2 separate regions of the Anas platyrhynchos genome follow, and region 1 is linked to region 2. Evidence: chromatin contacts called from public Hi-C data. All regions are on one chromosome and are shown on one strand. The core of a region is the stretch at or near the end of the contact, and the rest is flanking DNA. Distances in the headings are between cores, read along the strand shown.

Region 1 (4,493 bases), core at 1,555-4,054, 210 kb before region 2:
CCTTTTAAACTGAGCCACAGCATCAAATTGTAATTTGCTTCCACTGACTCTGAAATCCATTTTGCTTGGACAGTGGAGGGAGACCACAGGTCCAAAGCTGCTGAATGATTCTGGCCCATGATTAAACACCAGCTGGTGAAGCCTGCTAGAAATATTCAGCCATGCTACAAAGTGCACGTGGTAATGCTACCAGCACATGAGCTGGGCTCCTTCCTTGCTTTCTGAAGCTGCTATTTGAAGACACAAAGCATTTGATGGCAAAGCCAATTTCAACAGCATCCATCCCCAGTGCCTCCCAGGAGATGCTGCCAGCTCCACGCCTCGGCTGCATCAATGTGCTCTTTTTAGGGCTGCACCGCGAGCCGGATCCGGGAACTGATCTCACGACTGCCTGTCCCTCCCCTTGCCCTTTTCATTTTTTTGGGCAGCTGGGTCAGTTACAGCTGTGGGGATGAACAGTTGGGAACAGGTCGAGCCAGTACCTACGAGAAGTGCTTTGTGTTATCCAACCGTGGCCCAAGGCTCTGTCTGCTGGGGGCAGGTCGAACCACTCTGACCAGCCCAGTGCCGCCTGCACAAGCACTAAGAACAACATTTACCTTCCACCAACGTCCTGCACATCCTACGTGTCACCCCTGCGCTCGTCGGAGCAACTTTAGGAAGGCTTTCCTTGCCGTCAGCATCCCTCTGGCTACAAGGGAAGCTCCCACCAGACCCCATTAGGGTGCTGCAGCTTCGTCCCACCGCTAAGATTGTCGCAGAGCGCTTCCTGCAGGCTTTTGTTCCGCGAGGGGATCGTGTTATAACATGAGTCTTCCTCTCCCAGGCTGCAACCATCTGTTGTCTGCATGGGCAGGATTAGCCCACGTGACAGCCGGATACCGAGCTGCACCAGCAGCCCCTAACTGCGCCGGGCCGTTAGCATGGTAACCAGACAGCCTCGTCCTTCGCGCTAGGCAGGAGCAATTCACGTCGCAACATGCCTCCAGCACGGCGGATTTTACTGCCAGACTAGCACCGAGACCTGAAAGACTGCGTCTGAATCACTGCAATGCAACCTGCCGTAACAAAAGGAAGAGAAAGGATGAGAGAGGCTGTGAGGACGGCACGCTCTTCTGAACAAACTTCCTGCTGCTTTTAGATTTGTTACTTCAACAAATCTTCCATGAAACATACTCAGAGTGACACACCGCTGCCCTGCCTCTCTTGGAGGTGGCTGCTTTGTGCAGGCCCTTTCCAGGGAGGGGACGTGCACCACCTTCTGCCAAGCTTCCTCCGTGCATCAATTCCACTTGGCCAGCACAGAAAAAAAATGAATTGCTGCACCCAACGTGGCTTCATGTCTGCTCACCCCTTCTTCTAAATGCCACTCACCTGCCCACAACAAAAAGCCTTGTGAGATCTGACAGGTGGTCTCCTTTATTGCAAAGCTCTCAAAAGATGACAAGTGAGTTTTGGTGCAGACAAATTTAAAGTTAAAAATATCTAGAAAAAGTCATCTGAACCATGCCTACATGATGCTGAAGGTGGTACAGGCAGTATGTTTAGGCAGGAGGTCTCAGAGCCATCTCTCAGAGTTCCCCAGGATCATTGCCTTGGCCTGCATCAGCAGCCAAAATAAAGCTAAAAAACACTGGGTATCACAAGCAAGGGTATTGAAAGCAAGACAAAGGGTGTCCCTTTGCTGAGGTGTAAAGGCCTGGTGTGCCCTCATTTCAGGTTGTGCATGTAGTTCTGGTCTCAGCGCCACAAGAAGGACATAGCTGGGATGCAAAAGGCACAGAGCAAACCTGATCCAAGTGATGGGGCAGGTGCCCTGTGAGGAGACACCGGAAAGGCTCAAGACCCTAATTTTGGCAGAGAGAAGGGGCTGATAAGATTGAGGTCTGCAAATCACAAAGGCAGCAAAGAGAGCAACCAACAGAGCTTTGAATCCTGCAGTGCTGGAACAAAGGGAGGCTCTCTGAAGCTTGCAGGGGATCAGCTTAAAAAAAAATATTTCTTTACACAGCAGGTACTGAACTTCTGGAGCTTGACACCACGTATGTGAGGTCAGAGGCAGACAGCATCAGCAGGTTCAGAAAGCAATCGGAGAGAACGACAGAAAGCCGGACCATAAACAGGTACTGAAAGGAGTGGGCAGGGATGTGCCCTCCCAGATGCAACCCCAATGCAGTGGTTGCGGATGCTGGCAGAGCACAAGAGGCACAGACTGCAGGAAGTGGCCAGGCCCACAAGCTCACCCTAAATAGCACATCCTACTGATACCATCAGAGAGAGTACACGGCTGCATGGACCACTGCTCTAATGCAGCAGGACGTTTCTTCCATCTTTACGCTTTGCTCTTCTACAGCGCTCAGTACAACTCACACAACTCGGTCTCACCACTCTGAACAACCTGGGCGAGCTGCCTGCTCTAGGGGGAGATCCAGCATTCCTCAGACTGGGGAATAAGCCCATTTCTCCCCAGGGAGCAGATGGCAACTCCAGGTTTGTGCAACCTCTGTTAGATTTGGTAGAAAAAATAACGTATTTTTGACATGGGATGGAGGCTCATGACCTGACACAAGAAAACAGTGTGCTTATCTGTGCTTGTAACGTGTAGTAAGAAATCTCCTTGTGTTTTCGTTTCTGTTTTATTTTTTTTTCTCTCATTTTTCCCCTTTACTGCTTTCTCCATCCCTTTCTCTCTTGAGTCACCTGGTCAGTAATCTCTGAGACCAGCCTTTCGCAACCAAATTTTATCCTCTTCTGCTCTTGTGGGGGGAAAAAAAATTCCCTAGTCAAAGCTGACTGTGGGATTATTCTGGGTTGTGCCTGCGTGCACAAAAGGAGGGGTCTGGGGTGCCTGCGAGCACAGTGGGAGGGGTCCTGGGTTCCTGGGTGGGACGTTTTAACACTATATAAGATACTGTCACGCAGCAATAAATTGGCTTACGGCACAGAACGCTGGTCGTTGTGTCCGTTTGTCCCGGGGCTTTCAGTCGGGTTATCCTACATATGGTGACCCCGACGTGATACGAACCCCGACATGCAACCGGTTGGCGCGAGTTAGGCGCGGCGCGAGTTAGGCGCAGTGCGTACGTGCTAGGTACGCGGGTGGCCATGGGGCCTGGAGTCGATGAGGTGGTGAGTACTGTTAAATCCTTGGCCAAGGAAGTAGGGATAACACTACGAAAGAAGGACGTACAGTCCCTCTTGCTCTGGATGACACGCCGGAATCTGGCAAAGTCTCCTGTCCATTGCCTGAGACAGACCGTTTTAGAAACGGTGGGACGGGATTTATTTGATAGCGCCTGCATCGGGAACAAAGAGGCGCTGACTTTGTTACCAACCTATGGGTCGGTGCGAGCGGCTTTGGAAAAGGTAGCCAACGAGGCATGCCTGTGGGCTACTGTGCACCGTATGCTTTTGTCCGATGGGGACAGTGAGAATAAGCAAGCTCCTATGGAGCTGCCGATAAAAAACGATCTAAAGGAAGGGTCAGAGCAGGTGAAGGAGGAGGCTCGATTGGGGGATAAAAATAATGTGGAGCAGGAGAAAGAAGAGGGTGGGAAACCTTTTGTGGCCCCCCTGCGAGTTCGGTTGGATCGTGAAGGAATAGCAACACCCAGTGCCCCTCCAGCAGAAGGGAGCACAGTACATACTTCATCGGACGGGTCCTTTTGGGGGGTAAATAAGAAGGGCTCCCTTATTCTGTTCCCTGCTGGGAGTCCAGAAGGGGCAGGGGTGGCATCTGGGCAAGCGCCGGCGTTTTCGGGCTCCCTCCGGCCGCCGCTGTATGCAGTCCCCCCCGTGTTTGACCCTGGAGAGCGGGAGGGGGGGGAAGTGCGGGTGGAGTCTTTTTCGGAGAAGCCCCTACCATCGTCCGTGTGTCGCGTTCCTGTTCCGTCGGGTGCTACGCCCCGAGAGAGAGAACGAGTGGATAGTGAGAGTTCAACAGATGAGGAGTCTCGAGATCCTCGACAGGTTACCCCGCGGCAGCCGATGCACATCCGCGAGGAGGTGCAAAAGGCAAGAGAAAAATGGACTATTAGTGCGAGAGAATGTCTTCTCTCGGGTTGTGAAATAACGCCAAGTCCTGTGCGGATAGGGTGTTTTCCTGTTTTCGCAGGGTCTCAGGGACATCAGTGGCAGCCGGTAGACTATAAGATGCTGCTACAGTTAAAAAAGGCTGTACAGGAGGGTGGGTTCTCTAGCCCACAGACACAGGTTTTGTTGGATGCGGTGGCTTTGCAAGGGCCCCTGATGTTTGACTGGCGGCAGGTTGCCCGAGCCTGCCTGACGGCAGCGCAGGTACCCATGTTAGAGTCTTTGCTAGAAGAGGAAGGTGAAGTGTTAATGGCGCGTGCATGGGCGAACCCCCAGGATCCTTTACATGGCATGTCTGGGGAAGCGTTGTTGGGACGAGGGCGGTGGAATACTCCTCAGGAACAATTGTTGCTGCCGCAAGCTGTGCTTATTGCCGCCGCCGATTTGGGTCGTAGGGCATT
Region 2 (5,041 bases), core at 1,335-3,834:
TGCAGGCATCTGGTGTTTGGGGGGCTCGGAAAGGAACGGAGCTGTCTGGACAGATGTGATACGAGCTCCAGCATGATGTATCTGGGCTGTGGCTGAGACCCAAAGCTGGTCACCACAGAGAACTGGAGCACAAAGAAGCCTGCTATAAGTAACGGTATTTACACGTTCAGGATCTAACACGTACGGAGAGAAAACTGGCTCCCTTCACCAGCCGGCGAGTGAAGGGATCAAAGATGGCAGTGCTGGGAGTGATCATGATGGGTGTCAGAAGGGCTGCTGGAAGATAAAGAAGCACAGCAGCAATGCTGGAACAGTGACACAGGCACACAGGGGTGCTGCAAAAGGCATGTGGGACAGTGGCCATCATTTGCTCTTTATAGCACACATCTTACTTCACTCTACCATTGTAAGAATAATTTTACCATCTGTGAACAGTTTTCATGACACTCCTTTTCCACACAGCCCTTCCACAATTATTTTTTCCATATTAAATTTGACAGTTTTTAAGTGTAAGATTGTCACAGAAAAAGATTTTTTTTTTTTTTTTCTGGCTCTTGAACATTTAAAAATCTTGTCTACAGCATTGCTCCCAAATAATTTTTGTAGTTGTTTAACTATGATGCTTCTGGGTTTATCTCGTGCTTCATTACCATTGTGAGCAAGTGATATTTCGCCCCAGCACGTCATGGTAGGAAAGAGCCAAGTGAAATCCCTGGCTGCCTGATGCAAAGTATCTGTGCTTGAGAGAGGGAAATACTAATTCTGTTGTAAAAAGCAATGTGACATGCCATCTGCACAATGCTGGGCAGTTATGGTCATTCACGTTCAAAAAAGATTGATTCACACTGGAACAGGTGCAAAGAAAGGCTGCGGGAGGATTAGGGCATTGGAGAGCTGGTGTTATAAAAGTACATGGAAAGAGCTTGGCTTATTCAGCCCAGCACCATGAAGGCTGAGAGAGGGATATGATCGCTCTCTATAAATACATCCTGGAGGTTAATGCTAAGGAGGAAGAGGAGCTATTTAAGTTAAAGGACAATGCTGACACAAAAGCAAACAGGCTAATGGACTTGTCCTCCATAAATCATGGGATCACAGAATGGTTTGGGCTGGAAGGGACCCACAGAGATCACCTACAGGCAGGGTCATCTTCCACCAGATCAGGTTGCTCTAAGCCCCATCCAACCCAATTTTGAACGCTTTCGGTGCTGGGGCATCCTCAACACCTCTGGGTGATCTGCTCCAGCCCCTCACCAGGGCCTGCAGGGGCTGTGGGACAGGCAGGGCCCCGCCAGCCGGCCATGTTGTCTCCTCCTGCGCCCTCCTGTGGAGGATGGCTGGGTGCCTGCCAGGCGTGAGCTGCCTCCACACAGGGCTTTCACCAGCCCGTCCGAAGCAGCCGTTGCAGCCTCAGTCCTGCTTGGAGAGGGAGCAAACCCTACGTGCGAGTGGCCAGCTTTGTTCCTTGGCTGGGGGAGGAGAGGCTTCCCTTTGGACACGGGATTTGGGGCTGTGGAAGGAGATGCCGCCTGACCTGCTGCTGGCCTCATGGTGGGGCTGGGATGGGGAGCACCAGCAGCATCGTGTGGCAGCAGTGTGTGGCCTTGGCTGGCCAGCCGGCATGTCCCCAGGAAACTGTGCACATTTTGTCCCTGGCACAAAGCACGGCTGGCCTCTGGATTCAGCCCCGAGAAGATCCCTCTGGGTGTGTGTCACTTGAAATCACTCGCATCGTGTTGTGCATTGAGGATCTGACTTCTCCTCAGATCTCGCTGCCTAAAAATGTTGGCAACGTGAGCCTAAGTTGCTCTCGGTGATGGGAGCAGAGTCGCTGGTGGCTTGCCAGTCCCGTTTTATTTCCACCCTGGGTCACATGCTCACAGCGTGAGGAGACTTCACCTCCAGACCAGCAGGATGGAGAGGCGCTGCCCGTCCTGCATCAGCATGAGCCTTTGTCTCCTGCTGAAGGGCTCAGCAGAGGCAGGAGTGGCTGAGCCACCTTTTCCCCCAGGGAAAATGCTGCTTTTTGCTTTCAGGACGCTGAGCCGGCGCAGGGCTTTGGGCACATGGCTGCTCCGCGGTCAGGCAGTTGACCTGAGGACCGGGTCATGCAGAGCCATGAAGGCCACGTTGAGGTGGCAGGGTTGGCTTTCATGGCTCCGCACTGCAGTCACAAGTGTCCTGACTTGTATGTTTCAGGGCCTTTTTTCCCCTCCTTCTCTATTTTCATTACGTGAGGCTGAGGGCAAGCCATGGAATGCATATTTCACAAAGGACTTCCATTCAGCTGTTAAGTCAGGAAGTTTGCCAGAAATGTAATTCTTTCATATATCTCCAGGATAAAAGCTGGGCAGGATGGAGGATGGCTCATTCAGGATGAGACATTACAACACTTTTCTTCCTGGCATAAGACGGTATGTGGCTGTACTGCCTGTGGCTAGGTGCTTGGCTAACAGTGCTTCTTTAAGGGGAGATTTAATATAGTTTTTTTAATACCTCTTCTTTTGCTTTGCCCAATGAGTTTAGCTTGTTGGGACATCCTGTACCAGAAAGGGACGCTTTTCTGTTTGTATTAGATACCTGCTGCCCTCTTATGGCTGACTGTCTCTATGAGCACTGTGACAGCATGGTTTTTGTGCATTCAGTGCAAGGAACCAGCTTAGCTCAGAGTTTTTTTCCAGCAATTTCATAGCATAGGACAAATCTCTGTAGAGAAAGTCTGGACAGATCTCTTCATCACTCCTGGTGGTATAACATGTCTCTTCCTTTTCCCCTCACTCACCTCAAAACCCTTCCTTAGCACCACTTGCTTCTGCCACATCCTGCTTAAATCCTATTAGGAAAGTACTTGCCTTTCCTAATTTCTTTAACTGTTCAGAGGATGAACAAAGAAAGAAAACAACAGTGCGTCCATTGAACTCCATCAGCTTTCTGCAGACCACAAGAGACCTCCCGAACATTGTCAGGGAGACACTGGATTTACCAAACACTTGGAGAGAATGCAGACGGCTGTATTTGTGAAAGGCTTTACTGTGGTACCAGAGACATGTACTGTCAACTTCTGCTAGTTTATTACCAGAGGTGTAATAATGTCTGTTCTTTTCTGAGAAAGCTATCGGTGCCCTGCCTGCCTTGTTGACTTAGAGGGATTACGTTTCTTACTGAGTGGAGACCATGCGGTTCACTGCTGAACTGCTTGCTGCTGCTTATCTATGGGCAAGGTACAGCCTGCTGCTCCCTCAAGAGCATTTCCTCAAACAGCATGGGCTCTCTGGAAAGCTTGGTGCTCATCACGTGTTGTGAAGTTCCTATGGTTTTCTCCACGAAAAGAAAATCTTAAAGACTGTCTGGAGGTACACTGCTGTATTGCAGCAGCAGAAAGGAAGAAGTAAGATATCTGGAAGGAATTTTGCAGATGAGTTAATGATCAGCGGAGCATGAAGAATGGTACCGACACAGCCTGCATCTCTTTGCCAAGGAATCTAGCATCCTACTGAGGACTGGAGGCCATAAGTGACAGGGGAAAATGAAAGATGAATTGCAGTTAGGCAGACAAACAAGCAGTACTGGAGGAAAGTTCCAGCAGCTGGAGCTGAACTTCATTCACAGTTTTCTCACTCTTTTGACTTAACTGCTTTTGCTAATTTTGATAACGATCTCAATGAGAATGCGGGATCACGACCGTTGTTGTTTCATCGTAGTTAGCCAAACTTGGTGAGAGTTTAATGAAAACAGCAAGGCTGCACCCTTTGATGTTCCCTCTTCTATCTAGCTCTGGAAAGAACAGTTTTAGAGCACTATTTTTAAAATGTATTTTAAATCTGGGTTTGTACATTGTGGAAGGTGGGGGTGAAAGTCTGGCTTCATTCAGATCAGTGGGAGTTTTGCCATGATTTGCATGGGCCAGAATTTCATCCTTGTTTATGTAGTTTTGCAGCCAGGCTGAAGAGCTATTAAGATGCCTGGGCCAGAAAAAGAAATCTTGAATCTCAACATTTTTTTCGCTATTGCAAACAGTTGGGGTAAAAATGCTGGGAAAGTCCCAAGGAAATTGAACTGGTATAGAAGTCATGTGCTTAGCTGTCTGTGTTTTAGATGCTTTTTCGTGTTCTCCATCTCCTCTCCCACTGCCCGAACTGAGAGTGATGTGCTGCGGATCAACCCGATCTGCAGAAAGCTGCAATCCTGATGCGGAGCCATCTGCATTGCCTTCAACGGCAGGGGAATGCTGGGTAGCTTTTTAAGATCAGATAATAGCTGGGTGCAAGACAACCTGAAGTCTGAACATACTTAGTAAGCAATGTTCCTGACTAATGTAGGCAGCAGTTGGTTTAATAGCAATCCACATCTGGTAGCCAAGGCACTATGGGATGTGCTTGGATCAGGTTTGGGCATGCACTGGGTGAAAAACTGCTCTGTTAGGCGAGTTGCTTTTTTGTAAGCTGCCATTACAGGTCAGTGCAACACTGAGCCATGTGTGAGGTTTTCTAGGTCACACTTTTGTAACCGTGAATTAGCACCCATGGGGTTTTCAGGTGGTCTTTCTATATCTAGTAGCACTCATCAGCTTCTACATTCCCCAGTCTGTTTCTGCACAGCCAAGAGCATGTGCAGCTGTTCATTTCATTTGACAAATCCTGCACCTCATATTCCAGGATAAGTCAACATACTTAAAATTTCTGTTTGGGGTAGAACAGTGAAGCCAGTAAGTGGCAGTGTAGCTTTTACCCCAGTATTTGCACTGATTTTAAAAATGGTTACAGCTGTGCAGCTTCATTCCCTAAAACATCCCTGAGGATGCAATGTGCCAGACAAACTAATCTGAACATCCGCAGAAGTCTGTGACACTTGAAAGAGGTTGTGTGATTTTAAATTGTTTCAGTGTAATCATGTTATCAACCAAGCATGTTCTGTAGGGAAAGTTACACTGGTACCACGAAGGCTGTACTGCATTATTAGAGCAGGCATCTCTTAAGGTAGAGGTTTGAGCTAAAAATAAGCCACTCAGTCCAAGTGGCCACATAAGGTTGTGCTATGCTAC

Evidence for each region. Hi-C and Micro-C count contacts between places; a contact is called where the count stands out from the background.
Region 1: a contact with region 2 is called in a Hi-C map of subcutaneous adipose tissue, with 3 times the contacts expected there. The contact joins the promoter of LOC140001958 here to the enhancer-like site in region 2. A contact is called at or near these places in 4 of 8 Hi-C or Micro-C datasets (liver, skeletal muscle and subcutaneous adipose tissue).

The regions. Positions count from the first base shown.
Region 1 is chr2:90,000,624-90,005,116 of IASCAAS_PekinDuck_T2T, reverse strand. LOC140001958 reads left to right here and starts at 2,804. Exons shown (of 2, transcript XM_072035030.1): 1 at 2,804-3,129. The coding sequence starts at 3,106. All of the region lies in intron 10 of RREB1 (ras responsive element binding protein 1), which reads right to left.
Region 2 is chr2:89,785,919-89,790,959 of IASCAAS_PekinDuck_T2T, reverse strand. It overlaps LOC140001957 (a long non-coding RNA gene), which reads right to left. Exons shown (of 3, transcript XR_011807797.1): 3 at 1-5,041. Among named protein-coding and RNA genes, the nearest start is that of LY86, 46 kb to the right of the region's middle. Within about 2 kb of position 2,584, at least 6 of the 8 cell types and tissues checked have an H3K27ac peak or open chromatin away from gene starts, as enhancers often do. A contact at or near this core is called in subcutaneous adipose tissue, where this site is marked.